Linked DNA regions of Mus musculus: regions 1, 3, 4, 5, 6 and 7 are each linked to region 2. The links are chromatin contacts, called in public ChIA-PET, Hi-C, HiChIP or PLAC-seq, Micro-C and promoter capture Hi-C maps. All regions are on one chromosome and are shown on one strand. The core of a region is the stretch at or near the end of the contact, and the rest is flanking DNA. Distances in the headings are between cores, read along the strand shown.

What was found. Promoter capture Hi-C pulls out the DNA fragments that hold promoters and counts their contacts. Hi-C and Micro-C count contacts between places; a contact is called where the count stands out from the background. ChIA-PET counts read pairs in DNA pulled down with a chosen protein or histone mark. HiChIP or PLAC-seq counts read pairs in DNA pulled down with a chosen protein or histone mark.
Region 1: a Micro-C map of embryonic stem cells shows a contact between it and region 2, with 10 times the contacts expected there. The contact joins the promoter of 4930577N17Rik here to the promoter of Maml3 in region 2. A contact is called at or near these places in 4 of 39 promoter capture datasets (cranial neural crest, liver, neutrophils and 1 more), 4 of 484 Hi-C or Micro-C datasets (CD4 T cells, CD8 T cells and embryonic stem cells), 4 of 115 datasets of contacts at active chromatin or transcription factors (bone marrow-derived macrophages, embryonic limb bud, memory CD8 T cells and 1 more) and 1 of 9 other capture datasets (liver).
Region 3: a contact with region 2 is called in a FOXA1 HiChIP or PLAC-seq map of pancreatic cancer cells. The contact joins the enhancer-like site here to the promoter of Maml3 in region 2. A contact is called at or near these places in 1 of 39 promoter capture datasets (pre-B cells), 2 of 484 Hi-C or Micro-C datasets (both in embryonic stem cells) and 4 of 115 datasets of contacts at active chromatin or transcription factors (extraembryonic endoderm stem cells, large pre-B cells, pancreatic cancer cells and 1 more).
Region 4: a Foxp3 HiChIP or PLAC-seq map of regulatory T cells shows a contact between it and region 2, with 20 times the contacts expected there. The contact joins the promoter of Lhfp here to the promoter of Maml3 in region 2. A contact is called at or near these places in 2 of 484 Hi-C or Micro-C datasets (both in embryonic stem cells) and 3 of 115 datasets of contacts at active chromatin or transcription factors (astrocytes, regulatory T cells and thymic regulatory T cells).
Region 5: a promoter capture Hi-C map of hippocampal neurons shows a contact between it and region 2, with 3 times the contacts expected there. The contact joins the enhancer-like site here to the promoter of Maml3 in region 2. A contact is called at or near these places in 2 of 39 promoter capture datasets (hippocampal neurons and liver), 2 of 115 datasets of contacts at active chromatin or transcription factors (embryonic stem cells and large pre-B cells) and 1 of 9 other capture datasets (embryonic stem cells).
Region 6: an RNA polymerase II ChIA-PET map of memory CD8 T cells shows a contact between it and region 2, with 9 read pairs. The contact joins the enhancer-like site here to the promoter of Maml3 in region 2. A contact is called at or near these places in 2 of 39 promoter capture datasets (hippocampal neurons and liver), 2 of 115 datasets of contacts at active chromatin or transcription factors (embryonic stem cells and memory CD8 T cells) and 1 of 9 other capture datasets (liver).
Region 7: a Hi-C map of CD8 T cells shows a contact between it and region 2, with 6 times the contacts expected there. The contact joins the promoter of Elf2 here to the promoter of Maml3 in region 2. A contact is called at or near these places in 11 of 484 Hi-C or Micro-C datasets (CD8 T cells, the G1E-ER4 cell line, LSK cells and 2 more) and 3 of 115 datasets of contacts at active chromatin or transcription factors (embryonic stem cells, extraembryonic endoderm stem cells and pancreatic cancer cells).

What each region holds. Positions count from the first base shown.
Region 1 is chr3:51,275,391-51,278,090 of GRCm38.p6, forward strand. 4930577N17Rik (RIKEN cDNA 4930577N17 gene) reads left to right here and starts at 1,371. Exons shown (of 1, transcript NR_073429.1): 1 at 1,371-2,700. The region is part of intron 4 of Elf2 (E74-like factor 2); the gene reads right to left.
Region 2 is chr3:52,103,739-52,106,438 of GRCm38.p6, forward strand. Maml3 (mastermind like transcriptional coactivator 3) reads right to left here and starts at 1,268. Exons shown (of 5, transcript NM_001004176.2): 1 at 1-1,268. The coding sequence starts at 405.
Region 3 is chr3:51,364,083-51,366,782 of GRCm38.p6, forward strand. No RefSeq gene overlaps it. Among named protein-coding and RNA genes, the nearest start is that of n-TPagg5, 6.0 kb to the left of the region's middle. Within about 2 kb of position 1,254, at least 116 of the 459 cell types and tissues checked have an H3K27ac peak or open chromatin away from gene starts, as enhancers often do.
Region 4 is chr3:53,040,187-53,042,886 of GRCm38.p6, forward strand. It overlaps Lhfp (lipoma HMGIC fusion partner), which reads left to right and starts at 1,361. Exons shown (of 4, transcript NM_175386.3): 1 at 1,361-1,588.
Region 5 is chr3:52,973,922-52,976,621 of GRCm38.p6, forward strand. No RefSeq gene overlaps it. Among named protein-coding and RNA genes, the nearest start is that of Gm30402, 17 kb to the left of the region's middle. Within about 2 kb of position 1,435, at least 32 of the 459 cell types and tissues checked have an H3K27ac peak or open chromatin away from gene starts, as enhancers often do. A contact at or near this core is called in hippocampal neurons, where this site is marked.
Region 6 is chr3:52,838,966-52,841,665 of GRCm38.p6, forward strand. No RefSeq gene overlaps it. Among named protein-coding and RNA genes, the nearest start is that of Gm30292, 43 kb to the left of the region's middle. Within about 2 kb of position 1,401, at least 56 of the 459 cell types and tissues checked have an H3K27ac peak or open chromatin away from gene starts, as enhancers often do. A contact at or near this core is called in memory CD8 T cells, where this site is marked.
Region 7 is chr3:51,339,321-51,342,020 of GRCm38.p6, forward strand. It overlaps Elf2 (E74-like factor 2), which reads right to left and starts at 1,324. Exons shown (of 10, transcript NM_023502.2): 1 at 1,094-1,324.

The DNA.
Region 1 (2,700 bases), core at 121-2,620, 830 kb before region 2:
GACCTCTGCAAGAGCAACTCTGCAAGAGCAACAAGTGGTCTTAACCGAGGAGCATCTCTCCTGCCCCAAACAGTATCTCTTTAACTATACACACTCGACACTCAAAACACCACTAACCCAACATAAAACTGTACACTAATTCATACTGATCAATGGACTGACTTTAACAAGGACCCAAGTTCCATTATGTTCCTCTCCTTCAGTAAAAGTTCCTATTCAAAAAGGCATTTAAACGCTGCTCAATAAATTGTGATTTCCCTACTTTTGAAATGTGTAAAATATGCCTCAGCCAAAACACACTATTCAGCGTTATTGTTATATAGCACATGCAGTTCTATCAGTCCAGATTTTATTTATATTTAAAGTTCCGTTAAATTTAGAGATAAACATAATTTTTCCTCCAAACCGAACTGCTTTGTCCACCAAACTACCAATTTCAAGATCCCTAAAAACAATAGGTGCAAAAAGACTGTTCTGATCTTTTACAGCACTACCGTTTGGTTACAATTTCTCATCTTCCAATCCGACATCGATGGAGATGTGAAACAGAACCAGAGGAGGGACCGCATGCGCTTATAATTTCGGTAAGCAACAGTGTTCGAGCAGTGCCACATCGACCCGAGGCCCTCGCTGCGCTGTCTGCTAGCAAGTAAAGCTGCTTTTTCTATGTAACTTAAGTCCGTGCCCTTCCGCTGCAGCAGTGGCGCAGCACATCCCCCACCCCCGCGGCCACTTCCGTGTTTACACTCCTCTTCCCTCCAATTCCATGCGTACATTGTCAGCTTCACTCCCGCCCAATCTTCATTGGCCCGGCTCGGGCCCGTGGTCCCGCCCCCAGAAATCAACGTTCTTATTTGGAACAGCTCAGGGCGCAGATTGGAACCTCGGGCCTGTCAATCGCGCGCGTTCTGTCCTCTCCCAGGCGCTTCCGCTATGGTGGGAGGTTTGGGGGAGGGGAAAGGGGGCAATGCCGAGCCGAGACTTCCCCGGGGCCAGGACGCCCTCCCGCCCGCCCCGCTCCCCGCTTTCATCTTACTGTGGACCAAAATAAACGTCCCCCTCCGCTGTCCCGCAGCCCCGGGCCGGCTGCGCGGAATACACCCGGTGTCCTTCCCGTCCACCCTCAGTCACCCGCCCCACGAGGGAAGGAAGGGCAGCAGCCCGGTTCCCCCACGGCCGCCGTTAGCCGCGGCGGGGAGGTGCCGGGTCGGCGGCGTCCCACTCGGCACCGGGAAGTGGCCTCGGGACCGTTACTCGGGCGCCGCTCCGGGAGGGACGAGGCGGGAGGCCGGGCGGGCGCGTTTTGGCGGGTAGCGCCCGGGGGGGCCGCGGCGTCCATGCGGAAGTGGCGGCTATAGGAAGTGAGAGGCGAGGGCGGCGGGCGGCCAGCGCCCCCGGCCGCGGGCAGGGGCGGCCCTCTCGGCCGGACAGCGTGGCAGGCGGCGGGGACAACAGCTCCGCTCACTTCCTGGTTCCCCGGCAACTGGGGCGAAGCGCGCAACTCGCCCGCGCCGACTCCCCAACTTAGCCGCGGCTCCGCGCCCGGCCCCTGCCGCTGCCGCTGCTGCGCCGCCGCCGCCGCCGCTCTCCCCGGAGCGACAGCCCGGATCCGAGGCAGGTTACTCTCCAAGGTGATCACTTCCTGATTTGTCGCCTCCATTACTTCATTCACTCCCCCCTCTCCGCGGCCGCCCGGCTGCCGGAGACGGACACCGGACCCGGGGCGCTGACCGCCCCGGGGGACGCTCCCCGCCCGCCGGGCGCCCCCTCGCCCGCTGCACCGATGCACGGGAGAAAAGTTCCCCTGTGCTTACCGGCCCGGATGAGCAGATCCAGCTGGTTCGTGGGTCCCTCATGCAGAGACGTCGCCATGTTTATCCCGGGGCTGGAACTGCTGCTTCACATTGACTTACACCCTGAGCGGCGGCGACAGGGGAGAAGGCGGAACCCGCGGCCGGAGACACACGCCGTGCGGGCGGCACACACTCACGCACTCGCACACACTCCGACGCCCGGATCCTTGCGCGTCCTCCGACAGGAAGCGGCGGCCGGCCCGCCTCCCGCCGCCGGGCTCAGCAGCCCCACCACCTAACGGCAGGGGCGGCGGCGGCCCCGGCTGGCAACGCGATCCTTCCGCCCCGCGCCCAGACAGGAAGTCAGTCCCGGGCGCCGGCAGCCGGCGGCCGCACGGACACCTGAGGCTGGGGAGCCGCAGGCCGCCCTCGGGGACGCGGGCCTCGCCTCGGCAGGAAGAGGCGCGCTTCACGTTCTGCGGAAGCGAAGTCTGCAAATGTCCCCTCTGGAAAAGAGCCATGAATCAAATTTTTCTTCCTAGAAAAGACCTCATACCTAGTCCCGCAGCTGTACACGGAGGTGGCTTTTTAACTTGGGTTGGCCTTCCCGGCGCTTATGCAACATACAATCAGTTCAGTCGAAAGAACTGCACTTTAAAAAACTTGTACCTAGAAAATATTCTAGAAGCATCACTAAGGAAGTCAGGAGTCTCCAACTACTTCAAAAACTGACTTGGTCCTGTCTTCTCGACAGAAGTCAGAGTACACTAGACAGGTAATTAGTAAACAGAAAAGAGCCGCCCGGCAGCCTCGGGGAGACTGGAGTCGCTGGGTTTGCTGGTCATGAAATTCGTGTGCCCTCTCTTGTATTTGCTTGACTTGGACAAATGAACGTATTCGTTCATAG
Region 2 (2,700 bases), core at 18-2,517:
ACTCGGGTGCTGCTGCTTGCCGCTGCCGGCGCCCGATTTCTTGGCTCTCTGCTCCAGGGTCCTCTGATAGAGGCTCACGGTGTCCCGGCGCTCCAGCTCCAGCTGCTCCACCTGAGCCTGCTGATACCTGTTCTCGCAGTTGACGTGGTGCCGCCGGCAGCCCTCGATGCGCTGGCGGAGCCGCTCGACTACCGTGCTGTGCTTGGGGACGGCCGCCGAGCTGCCGCCGGGGCCCCCGGAGCCGCCGCAGCCGCCGGCAGCGGGGTGATTGCCACTCGGAGCAACCGGAGTGCTATTGGGAGTATTCACGCCGATCCCGGCCCCGCCGAGGCTGCTGCTCAGGCTGCTGTTGATGCAGATACTACTACCATTCGCGGCGGCAGCGGGGGCTGCGAAATCCCCCATCCTGCTCCCGGGGCACACTATTTTGGAAGAACTTTTTTTTTTAATCCACCCCCTATCAGCCTTCTCCTTGGGTCCAAGGATTAAAATAGTTTAAGTGGAACGCGGGGGAGACGCAAGCACATGGATGAAAAAACAGCGATCCCCACGGGGTGAAAAAAGGGGGAAGAGATTTTGGGGTGTTTTTTTTCCTTAAAAAAACTGTAAAGATCGAGGGGAGAAAAAAAGGGGGTGTTATCAGAATACCATCAGACACCTATCAACAAATAGAATCCCAACAAACTGAGCCGGCAGCAGATCGGCTTGCAACTCAAGGGGAGATCCGCTCCTCGCCTGCCTCCTTTTAATAATCCATTATTTTCTAATAAATTCCAGGAGGTTTCCGGTGGTTGGCAAGCATTTTCTCCCTACGTACCGAAAAACACACCCCATGTACACACACGAGCGTGTGCCTCCAGTGCGGACACGCGCGACACACACTCACTCCACGCCGCATCGGAAAACGGCGAGCTTGCTTATTGCATTTTCCTTCCACAAAAAAGTTTTGGTGTTTATGCCGCCCCGTGTTCTCAAAGTACTTTGGCTGCTCAGTTGCATTTCACAGGAGCCTAGACATCGAGTCCTCGGGCTGGGCAAGTAAACACATGGACAGTCCGAGGCGACTGCAAAAGTAGATCGCTGGAGTCCTTTGCGAAACGCCGCGCGGAGAGCAGCCACTAATGCTCGGCCAGGCTGCCGCTGCCGCCGCCGCCTCCGCCACCATCACAATGATCAACTGCTCGCCGCCGCCGCCGCCTCCTCCTCCTCCTCGCGCTCCTCCACCTCCTCCTCCTCCTCCATGCCAGCGGAGTGATATCAGGACGCGCGAGCTCAGTAAACACGGCAGCGGCGGCGGCTGGAGGCCGTGAGACAAGCCCGGGGACCCGGTGCAAAACCCGGCCCGGACTCTCCCCTGGCGGGAGCGGGCGCGGCGCGCACCGACCTGACTCCCGCCTCCCTTGCCCCCCCACCCCCTCCCCTTCCCCAATCCAGCTGCTCCCCAGGCTGGGAAGCCCCGACCTGCCAGGAAGAGGGGGGAAAACAAAGATTGGGGGGAATCTTAGGAGTGGATCACCTTTTGACCCGTGTGTGTGTGTGTGTGTGTGTGTGTGTGTGTGTGTGTGTGTGTGTGTGTGTGTGTGTGTAAGTGAGCGCGCGGCGCGCGTGTATGTGTGTGTGCGCGCGCGCGAGTGCGCGGGGACGCGCCAGGCTGGCTGTGTTTCCTTCTGCCCAGCGAGGTATCCAGCGAGCCCAAGTTGTTGTTATACATTTATGCATTATATTGCAGAAATGTGCATGACCAGGCAGAAACAGTGCAGCTTCCCAGCAGCTGTCATCCCCACCCATGTGAAATGAAATAGGCAAACGAGTGGCTTGTTTTCAAGGCCCAGAGAAGACCCTGCTAGTGAACTCTTGCTCAAACTCTAGGACCCTCTTTAACTCAAATAATTTTTTTTCCTTACGTTTATTTGTTTATTGGGAAGAAGTGCCTAGTGCCACACCCCACGCACGCTTAGAAGTCAGAAGACAGCTTTGTGGAGTCCTCTAAGGTGGGTACTTGAGTTTGAACCAAGGTTGTCAAGATCTGGGGCAGTCAGTCACCTTTACCTCCTGGAAATTTCATCAAAGTACCCATTCCTCAATGAACAGAACTAAGCAGTCAAAACAAAACAAAACCTTGGGATATTATTTATTTCTCTGTACATAACGACTGTGGTTATTATGACGATTATTGTTTTATTTATCCTTGAAAAAAAATAAAACCAAGCAAGCAGGGACTTGGAGGTGAGACTAACAGTACATTTAAACAGACTGTTTTGAACACTAGGTGCTAATGACGGCAGCAATTAAGGGTCCTGCCTAAATCAAGTGGAAAGATTGCAGATTTCATGCTTTAGAACTATAGAAAGAAAGAAAGAAAAAAAAAACACAGCATTTCACAGTTTGTTGTGACCAAAACAAAAACAAGCCAAAAAGTGTGTGGGGGGCAGGCTTAGCTTACCACTAGATATATTTTTTTATTTCAATGGATTCACATTCACAATAGCACGATTGAAATGGAGTAGCTGCAGAGAAGTAATCTCAGGTTTTGTTAATTATTATCACACATTATCTACCCAGACACTGAGTAGAACATCTGACAAGAAAGTTCAAACACCCTTGGCTCAGTCTTACACCATTGCCCAGAGACGTCTGCAAAAATGAAAAGGCAGAAATTGCTAGCACTTCTGGGGTCCCTGGGCTACAGACCTCGATGGT
Region 3 (2,700 bases), core at 4-2,503, 740 kb before region 2:
ACACCGCTGTGGCCAGCACTACTAAGTAAGGTAGTTACCATGTCTATGCCACTGTGCCCAGCACGGCTCTTATGCCAGAACAACAGATACAAGTAATGGCATCTCTCCATGTGGTGTTGGAACTTGCGAACACACCTATTTTCCTTCTTTCTCTTTTCTTTCTTCTTCCTCCTCCTCCTCTTCCTCCTTCTACTTCCTTCTCTTCCTTCTTCTTTTCCTTCTTCCTCCTCCTCTTCCTTCTTTTCCTTCTTCTACCTTCTTCCTCCTCCTCCTCTTCCTCCTTCTACTTCCTCCTCTTCCTTCTTCTTTTCCTTCTTCCTCCTCCTCTTCCTTCTTTTCCTTCTTCTACCTTCTTCTTCCTCCTCCTCCTCTTCCTCCTTCTACTTCCTCCTCTTCCTTCTTCTTTTCCTTCTTTCTCCTCCTCTTCCTTCTTTTCCTTCTTCTACCTTCTTTTCTCCTCCGTCTTTTTGTATTCTCTGAGTTGCTGAATCCCCAGGGGTTATTTAAATTCAAAGGAGTCTCTACCACTCATGCAAAATTACCTGCCACACTGTCTATTTGTCAAGGGAAGGTGGCTGGAGACCTTGCTTTCTCCTCCTGCTCTCTCCCCTAAGTGAAAAAGTTTCACAACACGTCTCTGAAAGACTTCGCGGTGTGCACCTCAGGGAAGCAGGATGGGCAGTCAGTCCACAAAAGGCAAGGGCGAGCTCCTCTGTGAAATTCTAGATCTTATACTCCAGTAAGAGGGGTATCAATATCACACCCAACAACTTAGTAAAAATGTACCACGTGCTGTAAGTGCTAAAATAGATAGATGGCTCAAGAGGCTCCTGAGTAAGCTAAGGTCCTTGCAAGATAACCTTAATGGCCGTGTCCCTTTGTGTTAGAAGTCACCAGATGTTCGGGGGACTATGGAAAAAAACAGCTTGAGCAAACAGTTCTAATAGCGTTTGGGTCCTAGCCATGGAAAGGGAAGGAAGCTGGCGCACAGTACTAAAACAGCAACTGCTGGATGAACGTGGAGCATTCCAACAGGAAGGGCCCAGCATCCCAGTGACAGCGAAAGCTGCATATCCAAATAAAGGCCACGTCTCTTTCTCCGGTAGCGCGAAATCAAACTTGCCAGAGGCGGCTCGCACTTTTTACAGCAATGTGGTGCGGTGTTTGCAAGTCCCGTCGCCAAGGCCGTGCAGGCTGTGTTGGCACCAGTGTTCTTTCAAGCTTCTAAGCCGCCCCCGGGTAAGTGAACCAAGCGCTAGGAGAGATAAAGTGCTAAGAGGGACACCATCTGTCTGCAGAAGGGGAGGACACCAAACGGGACTGGGTGGCGGTCGAAATGCAAATGAACACTGACACCGTGTGGCTGGAGAAAGGAAGCAAGAAAGCGAGAAAGCGTAGCCAGCGGACTGAGATAAGAGACAGCAGAGTGGAAAGTACCAGTTTCACTGGTAGTGAGATTTACCCTGTGACAATCCATATGGACAGTAGCGGGGCTGTATTCGGAGGTCTGACTTTATGGCTGGCCCAATGGGAAAAGAACCAGGTGGATGCTCTTTCCACCACTGTGGGGCAGCAGATCTTGGAGGACATATGTAACAGAGTTCAACAGGAATCAGTGGTTTTCTATGTGGCTGGCAGCCCATAGCTGGTTGAGGTTTGAAAATCGGGAAGCAGATGCCCTTACCAAGCTACAAGCCATCTGCCTCCAGAGATCACTGGAGGCTCTTATCTACAGTCTGGCCACAGTGATTTGGCACACACTGGAAAGTAGCTAGAGCTACCAACATTCCCATGAAATAGTCTGCTATTCTGCATGGTAACAATAAATGTGAGGCATGTTCCAAATTAAGACACGGAGAGACTATACAGGGTCCGTATATGTCAGTAAGGATACAAGTCGGTGCTCACCTGTGTGGACACTGCCGCAAGTCCATTGTCTCCAAGCCTTAATGCCCCAGTCTGCTAACCTGGGCCTAGTCTTGGAAGCCTCTACCCTCCATACAATATTATGTAGGCCTAGGATGTTTTCAGCCTCCGAAACTTGCTGCTGGCTAAGCACACCCTTTCTTCTTCCTTCTGAACTCTGGCTGGTTGGTTCAATCTAGCTCTTCTGACTCAAACTCCTCTCTCTCCAAGCTGTCTTCTCTCTCAGTCTCTGAATTGCTCTGCTGTGCCTCAAACTAACAGTAGCAATGTTCTAATATGGCTTCTTCTCATTTTCTGGCTCACTCTGTCTTTACCTGTCTCTGTACAACTGTCCTGGTAAAACTGTGTCTTAGTTAGAGTTTCCATTGCTGTGAATAGACACCATGACCAAGGCGAGTCTTATAAAAGCAAACATTTAATTGGGGCCGGCTTACAGGTTCAGAGGTCCAGTCCACTATCATCATAGCAGGAACTACGGCAGCATGCAGGAAGGCATGGTGCTAGAGAAGGAGCTGAGAGTTCTGCATCTTGACCAGAAGGCAACCAGGGGAGACTGGCCTCCAGGCAGCTAGGAGGATGGTCTCAAAGCCTACCCCACAGTGACTCACTTCCTTCAACAAGGCCACACCTACTCCAAAAAGTCCACATCTCTTAATAGTGTCACTCCCTGGACCAAGCGTATTCAAACCACCACAAACTGCCTCCTTCCTCTTTCTCTCGCTCTAGGCTGCTCCACTCTCCTTCTCAACTCTACTGTACCACTCTCTAGGAACG
Region 4 (2,700 bases), core at 111-2,610, 940 kb after region 2:
GTTCATGGGTGAGCTAAAAACCATGTGACATTTTGAAACATGACTTCCCAGCCTTGGCCCTACTCACACTTCAAGCTAGATGATTCTGGGTGTGCCCTGTGTAGTTACAGAGCAGACTCCTGGCTTTATGGACTGGCTGCCAGTAGGGCCTTCCCAGTCTATGGGTCATGCTTACCCCAAATATCTCCAGACTCTGCCAAATGTCTCCCAGGAACTATTCTTTCCTCTTCTCAAGACTATTGTGATAAACTTAATGTGTATTACATCGCTTTCCTGGGAGGCTCATTACCTGTATCCTATTCCTACAAAGGAAAGGCTTGGAATCAATCACTTAAAACCTTTCAAACAATCCTGAAACAACCTGTCTCCAGCTGATGCCGCCCAATTCAATGGTGCACTCGAAATTTTATTATGAAATATATTCCTACCCAGTTATTACTTCCAGCTGCTTTGAAAAAGGCACATCACAAAAACTGCATCTAGGCAAGTATGTACTTCAAAAGTTGCTGGTCCCAGATGGCAGCTTCCTAAAATAACTGTCCTCTGTGGAGACTCCAGAGGTCAGTCAGTCACCCACAGAATACGGCTCTGGCTTCCGAAGGGTTAAAAAGGCTGATGGCAAGTCAGAACTGGGCAGGGCCTGAGAAGAAATCAAAAGGAGCAGATTTCAGAAAGGAAATTCAAAGGTTGTGTAGATAGATGTTAAAGCTGATCATGGGTTGGGGAGTGGAGTGGGTAAGAGGCAGGGAAGGGGACGGGAGGAGAAAGGAGGGTAGCAGAAAGAGGAGAGAGGGTGAGAGGGGAGGTAAGGGAGTGGGGGGAAACCCAGGAAAGAGGAAGAGGAAAAAGAGGAAGAGAAATGTCTTGAAAGAAGTTCCCAAAGGTTTGCAGCTGTTGGGAGAGGCTGGCAGGGGAGTAGCCTGCCTTCTTTCTTTCTGGCTTTGCCCCCACGGAATCCAGCAGCCTCGCATGGCGTGCCCAGCCTTCTCTTTCCTATGTCCACACCCGTCATGCTCTCTGCCCTCCAAAGTGACCACTTCTCAAGAGCCCCTTAAAGCTCATAGACATCGCTCTCCCCATCTCTGAGGCTACTTCCCATCCTGGTCCTCATAAAGGCCGCGCGAACACTGCAGCCCCAGACCCCAGGGTTTGACCCAGAAAAGCAAACAGGGGTCGGGTGTGGCCTCGGCGCCCCCGGGGAGCTGCGGGGAAGGCGAGCAACTTTCTCCCTGGATTCTCAGTCTGTCTGCCGCCCCCACTCTCGCGCGTCCAGGACTGCGCGGCGGGGCCGAGGGGAGGGGACAGCGGCAAAGGGAGGGCGGGGAAGAGGCGGCGCGTGCCTCGCCTGCCAAAGCTGGAGCCGGCATCCACCGTGTTCCCGGGCCGCACGGCCGCAGCCGGCGGGCTCTCCGGGTGGGTCCCCCTGACCCTCCACCCCAGCTCTCCAGACTCGCCTCGATCTCCGTCGGGATAGTGGCAAAGGCAAGAAAGACAGTCTTCTTTGGTGCCGCGCTGTCCCCGCCAGGGAAAGACAGCAAGTTGTGCTGCGCCCGGGACTCGCGAGGGACCGCGGCCGCCGCCCGACCGGGTAAGTAGCGCGCCCCGGGGCCCCGTGCCCGGGTCCCTCCTGTCTTTCCGAGTGGCATAGTTCAGCTGAGGTCCTGTCGGCCTCCGGGGGGTGCTGCCTTCCTTTCCATCCTTATCCGTCCCTTTCTCAGAGCCGGCTGCAAGAACTTCCCCGTGCCGCTTTGCATCCAGAGATCATTGTGTGTGTTCCTGTGTGCTCCAGGGTGCGGTGCGTGCGTCTAGCAGTTTTGGGGGAGGATGGTGGGTTTAAGTTCATCTGGACTAGGGTAACTCACTCCAGCTGAGAAAGAGGTCCCTTTCTTCCCACTCCCCACCTTTAATGGTAACCCCCAGACCAACTCAACTTCAGCCTCTGCTCACAGCTGACACGATTTTAAAAACCGTAGCCAGAGGGAGCTCCCCTTTGGGTAGAATCCAGAACAGAGGGCGAGCAAAGTGTAGGAGACTGGAGTTTGGAAGCAGTTTGCAGATGGAACCCGACGGGGTGGGGGTGTTCTTCTGTGTTCTTTGTGGAGAGTGTAGCCAGGTGTGCAAGCCAGCCCACCTCATCGAACCCTTTTGAATAGCTGACTTGACATTAGGTATTGGAAAAGAGTGAGTGCTTGGTCTGAAATGGCCAGCAGGTGAAAGCACTGAAGCCAAGGAGTCAAAATAGGAGGCGTGAACACATTTGCCCCGGAAAATTAAGACAGAAGGCGTTTTTAGTGTTATCGAGTACTGGGGGTGTGTAACTATATATCACCCGATATATACACCCGAGTGGTGAATACTGTTAGTTAAATTTACAGTAACTGGGGGTGTGTAACTATATATCCAATGTATACACCTGAGTGGTGAATACTGTTAGTTAAATTTACAGTACTTCTGTAATTGTATGAAGTTCCCACTATCATGTTGCTTGGTTGGCACACTCATCAAGTGATGCCGAGGAGTGGCTAGAAACTAAGTGTGAACTTGCAAGCCAAATAAACAAACTACTGTATGGTCCATTTTATTTTAATATCCGGAATTATGTCTCCTGCTAGTAAAAAATGCTACATTGCTTTTAATGTGAGTATGTGAAATGAATTCACTGGCTTGGCAAATAGAAGCCATTCGTTTCTTTAAGTAAAT
Region 5 (2,700 bases), core at 185-2,684, 870 kb after region 2:
TCTGTTGCTTGCTTCTTTTGGAAGGCTTTGAAATACAAGATTCCTGATGGGACTCCAGCCATTCATACTGCCTCAAGATGCGCATGCACGTGGCCAGGCCTCACCTTGTGAGTTCTCCAACTGGAGAGCAGTCTGACAATTAGCACAAGGCAGTCGGGAAGGAGCAAAGCCAGCTTGTGTCTCTGAGCCCTCACCCACTAAAGTGTCGAGACTAATGAGGCATTTCCCACCCCCCACTAGAAAGCAGATAAATGTTAACTGATGTCATGAAGTGTTACTAACAAGACTCAAAACACGAAGAATGTTGATTGTAGGCATGGCTTAGGCAAGGGGATGGAGAGAGAACAGTCAAAAAGGCGAGAAACAAGAGGATGCATACGCCAGCTTCAACTCACCACACAGAACCCTGACTGTGGTCCATGGCCTTGAAAAGTAGGAAACATCGAGCCCAAGGGGAAGGTTAATTGCTCACCACAGGCCCACTAGCTTTCTTGACATCTCTACTGGATGTCCCTGATGTTTAGTGGTAGCGTTCGCTTCTGGGCCAGATCTGTTTCTATGCATGAATCAATGCTGCTCATTCCTAGGATAAGTTCAGGAGAGCAGAGCAGGAGGAGGAAGAGGAGGAGGAGGAGGAGGAAGAAGAGGAGGAGAAGGAGGATGAGGAGGAAGAGGAGGAGGAAGAGGAGGAGGAGGAGGAGGAGGAGGAGGAGGAGAAGGAGGAGGAGCATTTTAATTACAAGCAATTCAACCTGGCAAATAGAACTCTGAACCTGTCAGAGTCCCGGACTTCTGACCCGCTCCAAGACGGCCATCTGCTTTTGCTGTGGTGCTTGGGGAAGAGGTGCCCATGCAAGTTCCCACAGAGAGAGAGAATCTTGGATCAAATCCTTGGTGCTAACAAAGCCTCCGATCTGAATAAAAGTCTGTTGAGCTATGTAATGGTTCTGGTTTTGGAGCAGGGGAAAGCGGGGTGGTGTGGGAGTTGACAGAACCTGATTTGGGCCCATCTTGATGGAATGTGTGAATTACAAAGAGTCCTCTTGTTCCCTCAGATTTTCTGGTGCAGGCCAGGGTGGGCTGGATGCTGCTGCAGTCCTTTGGAAGGGTCTAACTGGGTTCCTGCTTTGGCTTTTCTTGAGTGCCAGAACACCCCAGAAGCCTCTGAATGGAGGTCTCGAAATGTTAGAAAATACGTTGGCACTCCTTTCCTTCCAGGCTGCCAGGCTAGAGAAGGGGTGGGGGTGTTGTTGCTGGAGGCATAGGAAGGTGAGTGTGATGTCAGCTGTGTCGTTGTGACTCAGCTGGAAAAGTGGCCCCACAGATCAAGCACCAGGCCTGGGACAAGGAGATAGGCAAGGAGGGCAGAGGTGTGTAGCCCAGCCAGAGTCTAGCCTGGCAGCAGCTGCTGAGTCTCAGCCCGGCTGCCATCAGCTATCAGGGATCCTAGGCGCCCCCCTCTGGTCAGTGAGGCAAGGGTTGGCTGCTAAATCCTGGTAGCAGTAACTTGGTATTTGAGCCTCGGTGCCGTTGGTACCTGACTGATAGCTCAGCAGAACGTGACTCCTTCGGCATACTTGGTAACTATCTGCACACAGCAGCGAGCTGTGGAGTTGAGGTTCTGCTCATTCCTCTGCTAACCACCCAAGTTCTATGAAAGTTTCTCAGGCTACTACTGGGTATGAATCAAACTTTGTTTTACACTAAGCTTAGGCTCGGGATTAAAGAGTTTTAAAATAAGCAAGATATCCACCACACGAGAAAAGTGCTTCCCTACTTGTTAAGGCGATAGAAACAAAGACAAACCTCCTAGAGGGAAACTGGTGCATCTAGTTATAACCTGGATTCTCATTTTATCTCAAAAAACCTGGGGGCTGGAAAGCAATGTGGCGTATAGCACCTTCCTCTTACATGAGGCAGTACTCCAGCTGTAAAATGGAAGACTAGCTCATCTCCAGTGTGTAAGATTCCAGGATCTTTTACAGATGAAAGTCATGTGCTAAAATCCAGTCAGAGCCAGCAGGTTCCAAGTCATCTGATTACAGACAGAAAGAAGAGAGACCCAATATGGCAGGAACCTCAGCGTGCTGTGAGGGTGTGGCCTGATGCACCAGTGGATCCTAGCAGCTGGCACCGCAGCCAGTAGTTCACAGAGAGACTGCCTTCATTGGCACCCATCTAATAGCTGAGGGCTGAGGCAATGAGAGAGGAGACACAGCGGGGGCAAGACAAGGAAATTATCTTTATTATCCATCCTTTGTAAGGAGGACATGTCTTTGCCATGCTTCCTTGTTAAAAAACACTAACGGCAAAAATGCAAACAGCATATTTCCAAGTGGATCACACCTCGGAGAAATAAGTCTAACTCAAACATGGAGAAGTAGATGAAAATACATAAAGCAAACAACAAACCGACTGAAAACAAAAATTCATGATTGCTGCAAAGGCTTATTAGCTCACAGATCAAACATCACAAAGGATACAGATGATTGCCAACGGCATGAATGAAGTTCTCATCTTAACATGTAGAATGCTTTACACAGTAACTACACAAGAGACTTCATTTCTTCATTCTAAAGAGGACAATTTACTATAATTATTGTATGCCAGAACAAGTACGCATAAAAAAATGCAAAGGATTGAAATACAGGATGTATTTTTGATGCAAAGAAATATAAAATGACAGAAATATTTATGTTT
Region 6 (2,700 bases), core at 151-2,650, 740 kb after region 2:
TGAAAATAGTATCTGAAAGCAAGGCAGCATGGACTATGTCCTGCATTAAACGGATTCACTGTGAGGCAGGAGAAGTCTTATCCCAGCCAGGAGCACACAGTCATGGGACTGGTCCTGACAGGAACGTAGACCCAGCTATGTACAGATGAACTGATTGATGATGGGGGTGGGGCTAAGAAAGAACAGCTTCTAATATCAGATTTGAATAAGATCCTGGTCTGAACAGCTTTAAGGCATCTGTGTGCACATGATCAACGGGGTCCGTGGTCACAAAACTCTTGCAGAAACGGAGGTAGAATCATTTTGAGCCTGTGGAAGCAGTCTACATCCCTGCAGGCTAGCCTAGCTCCTGAGACATTCTGTCATGGCATCCATCCTCCCTCCAGCATCCAGGACTTCTGCGCGCTAATTGGGTTTAAGGAAAACCTGTAATCCCAGTGTTCTGGCAGCTGGGACAGAAAGACTGAAAGCTTAAGGGCAGCCTGGGCTACAGAGTGAGTGATACATTGTCTCAAAAATAAAATCATAAAATAGCTCAAAATAAAATCAATAGAAGTATTTCTGTTTAAAGTACTGAATATTTAAATACTGACTATAAGAATGGACAGCACTCTTGTCTGAAGCTGTAGTCATCAGATGGCTCCCGGAAAAGCATCAACGACCCCCGAGACTTCTGTGTATACCCTGTGGGCAACTCATTTTTATCAGAATCTTTCTTCTCCTTCCTGTGTTGCCAGAACCTTTTGGACATGGGTTCTGGACCAGGAAAGACTATAGTCAGTAGAAATGCACTTGTTGCACCCTGAAGCTTCTCTGGGTCCATCCAACTCTTGGACCTGGGGACTTCCCAAGACTTTGCCCTAGGCTGCTGGAGAGTCTCATCTGTCTTCTCTGCTTGGCTGTACACTCACTGATGGCTAATGGGAGCAGGCTGTAGCGTGGGAAAGGCGAAGAGGGTTGCTACAGTGTTGCGGAGACTCAACGCTAGGCAGACTCTAGCTACCTTTGACAGCGACAGGCTGTTGAAGAGCAAGCGCTGCCTGCAGAGAGCTGGACTGTGGTTTGCTACTGTGGACACTGACTTCATTTGTTCTTATTTCTTGTTCTCAAGACAGCCTATGAATGCAGACTTGCCTGGAATTTTGAAGTGCATAGATTATTAAGGTAGGGAAGAGAAAATGTGGGTGTTAGAGGGGGACCACACCCAGGCAGCTGCCTAGGATACAGGCTCTGTAGTGTATTCTAGAAGTCCCTGGCAGAGCTCGGCCTCCAACAGAATTCTCCTCTGCCCTGAGACCGCCCATCTTCTCCTTCCAGGTTGTCTCAGCAGAACTCACCGTCTTGGCTGGCCTCTTCAGCCCTGGTTCATCTTCTCATCTGTCAGGGACCCACCTGTGGCTTTAATGTGGGCCTGCCTGAGCCCCACCCTCCTACACCCTGTGGTTATCGGTCCTCCACCCTGATCTTATCATCTGCAGGAAATCAAAACACCATGTGTGTGAGCATAAAATTCTGTCATTTATTTGTGTTGCAGACTTCAGGAAGAGGAGAGAAAGAGAAAAAAAAAAAATCACAGTTCACTTTTCATTAAAAAAAAGGGGAGGGGGGTCACAACGTTTAATTCTTAGTGACCTAAAGTCAGCTAAAGTCAGCTTCACTAACGACCAGGAAATGCCTGACCCTCGGGTCCTCACTGTTGTCATGAACTCCAAACGTTTTAAAAATGGAAATTAAAAAAAAAAAAAGTAATTACCTCTTAGCGTGTTAAAAAGTTAAGTTGAATTGCCCATTACCATGGAGATGGCTTCCTGTTTACCACACTGGTCGCCCAGCTGTTGAAGACCAGCCACCCAGCCAATGAAAAGACAGCTTTTAGCTTCCCTTATTCCATTAGTGCTTCAAATAGTGAGTCAATACAACCTGTAATTTACTAGTCGGTAAAATTTGATAAATTGTGTTTTCATATATATTAGTGGTTTTACGTTTAACAAAGTCCATCATATGGAATTACCACTATGGTTAAAAACATTATTTTATATTTTGAGAGGTAGGGGCTTCCCTGTGCTTAAAATGCCTACCCTGTGCCTTTTAAAATTCTGGTATAGCATTCTGGTACTTCAGACAGCCTCCTGCAATAAGGAATTGTCCTCTTTCCTCTTCACTGGTCAAGAAAGCTGCACTATTACCCAATACTGATACATAATATCCTTTATAACAAAATCAAGACTCTGGCTACCAATCCCCAAAGACCCTAGGATTCTAAAGTACACTATTTTGTGTCTGATAATAAATAAAAATTATTTGAAAATTGAGAAGTTTTTATTTTTCTTCCCGGCCTGCATGTAAAAATATTATCAAGCTACCTAATGAGTCCAAGGAGATGGGACCACAGATTTCAGTAACTAAATCATTTGAAGAAGAGAGGTATGGGGACTTGGGTGGAAGTGCCATGCACCTGGGAATGTGGCGATATTCGATACAAAGTATGGCGATAAAGAAGAGAGTAAAGTGTGTAAGCAGGAGGAAGCCAGCTCCCAGCAGTTTGTTGGAAAGCTTCAAAAGAGCCCTCCTGTGAAACAGTCGGCAGCTAACCACAGCTCTGGGAGGCTTCTCCTCACCTTGGAAGAAGCTCAAAGCTTCCCTAATGAGCCCTCAGGTCTCCACAGTTTCCTGCCCAGACCTTTTGGGTCTGGTCTTTTT
Region 7 (2,700 bases), core at 74-2,573, 760 kb before region 2:
TTAAACATAATTCAACAGTTCCCAGTCTCATACGAAGTCATTCAACACTCTAAAGAAACTGTAACCCACAAATATACAATCTTATCTCAGTAGGGCCCGGATGGACATTGTCCACTAGAGAAAGTGAGCAGTTTGCCTCTCAACTGAGACTTGGAGAAAAAAACAAAAACAAAAGTCTTGAGCTCAGAGGCGCAGTTTTTATTATACTTTCTCACTGTCGGATTAAAGCATAAACCACAGAGTAATGTCATGAACACGAGAAAGATGTTCCAGGGTTACAATGACGCGTCCCCCATCTTATTGATAGAGTACTAAGAACTTAAAGAAAGGGTATACAGCTGAGAACGTGGTTCCCATAAGGACAGTCCACCAAGTTGGTCCGTGGGTTATTTTTCCGTCCTTTGCTGACAGAGTAAAAATGTCCCACTAAAGTCTTGAGTGGGTCCGGCCGCCGCGCGCAGCGCCGCTGAGGCAGAATCGGTACCGAGGCGCGCGGGGCGCCCACGACACTCTCCGCGAGATGCCCTAAGGGCCAGCACCGCCGGCGGAGGACCCCGGAGGAGACTCTGGACCTAGGCGCTTCCAAGAGCCCCAGGGTTTTTTTGTTGTTTTGTTGCAAACACAGATAGTGATCGCAGCCTGGCTCCCCGGGGAACCAGGAGAAGGCGGCGACGGAGGGCCGGCGGAGAGTGAGAATAAAAGAACGGCGGAGTACAACCTGTCGTGCCCGCCCCGGCGGCGGGGAGCAGGCCCGACGGCGACGGAAACTGCCGCCCGGGACGCGCTGCCCCGGCAGCCCGGCCGCCGCGCGATGACTGGCGCCGCGAGGTAAACAGCGCGCGCCGCGGTCCCTCGGCGCCACGACCGTTGCCCCGGGCCGCTCCGGTGCGGGCTCCCGCCCTGCCCCCAGCTCCGCCGGTGTCACCGCCCCAGCCTCCGGAAAGCCCCTCCGCCGCCGCCCGAGCAAACAACACAGGCGCGGGGCGGGGGCGCCCGGGAGGAGGCGACACTCGGGACGGCCGGGCTGGCTCGCCGCGCCCTCCCTCTCCCTCCCGCTCGCTCCCGCCGGCCTCCGCCGTCCCCGCGCTCTTACCTGCTCTCCCTCCACGTCGCCGAGTCCCTTGCCCTTCCCTCAGGGCCGCAGACCGGCCGAGACGCCGCAGCCGCCCGCCGTTGGCCCGGCGTCCTGCGGGAAGCCGAGGGGGCCTCCCCTGGCCACCGCGCGAGCCGCTCCGCACCACAGGACGAGACAAAACCGCGCTGCGCCCCCCGCGCGCGCCACCCTACAGATCCCCCCCAACCGCCGAGGCGACGGCGGCGACACAGCCGGGCGCGGGGAAGCTGCGGCCGGCCCCCGCCCTCCGCACCCGCCTCGGCTCCTCCCCCTCGGCCTCCTGCCGCCGCCACCAGGACACTGGAGTCCGCCTCCCCCACCCGGCCGCTCCGCGCGCTCCTCCCTCCCCGCGCGCCGCCGGGGGAGGCGACACCGCCAGTCACCGCAGCGCCTGTCAAACCGGGCCGGCTATTTATACTCCCCACCGCCCTCGGGCCCCCCGCAGCCCGCCTCCTGCGCTCTCGAATCCCGCCCTCTTCTCAGCGCCCAACTTCGCCCGAACCCGCCTGCTCAGGTGGAGACGCTCGCCACTCGTCCCGCTCCGCGTCCCCGGGGCTTCCCCACTCCCCCACGTCGCGCGCTGCACTGCGCTGCGGACGCGGGACCAGCGCGTGGGGACGGCGGGGCCGCGCGTGCACCTGCAGCCCGGCCGGGACGACACGCGCACCTCTTGGGCCACTCTCAGGTCTTTGCTGTCACCCCTCATCACCCCCCTTCCAACTCCGGACTCCCCTCCCAAGACCTCCAGGGACCGCTCTGCACTCGTAGATTAAGCATTAGGGAAGTGAGCGATTGCAAAATAAAACTCTTGTCAGCCCGGGTGTTCAGAGTCCCCGCGCGTCTCCCGGGCTCCGCGGATGGTGGCGGCGCTGGCGGGCAGGAGCGCGCGGCCCGCCCCACCCGGCCACTGACGCACGTGGCGCCCCGCCCCGCCCGTTTCGCGGCCCGGGGCGCCGCCCGCTCCGCCTCCCAGCTCGTCCACCCCGGACCCCGCCCCGTTCCCAGAAATTACCACCGCCCAACGGCCCGGCTGCGCGGCGGTTGGTGCCCGCGGTGGCCGGCGGGCGGGCGGCCCAGCGCGCAGCTGCGGAGCGCGGCGGGCGGCCCCCGTTCGGGGGGGTCCCGGGGAGCCGCGACCGCCCGCCCCAGTCTTTGTCGCTTCTAGTCCCGTCCGCCTCCGAGAAGTAACTCAAGTCCCGAGATCTTCAGAGCCAGGGTGAAGGAGCGCGTGTGTGTGGAGGAAGAGTATCTTGTTCCAAGTGTCCACGAATTGGGGAAAAAAAAGGGGCGAAGCCAGCGGGAGCTGCAGGCTTCTGGTTTGCACACTTTCACACAAAGGGGAGCCTCTGAGCAGGGCACTCTCACGCGCCTTCCAGGGCACAAAAGCCAATGACACGGTGCCCGGGATGTCCTGCGTTTGCAGCGGCTCGCTAATGGTCTTTCTTAGGCGCAGTTATGCATGCTAGGTCTCTTCCCCCAAGCACCACCACCATTCCCCGCCGCCGCGGAATGTATTTGTTTCTTTAACAAAGAGCATCGGTTGTCCCGGTGCGCGCGGGGGCCGATCCTGCTGGGCTCTGACTCCT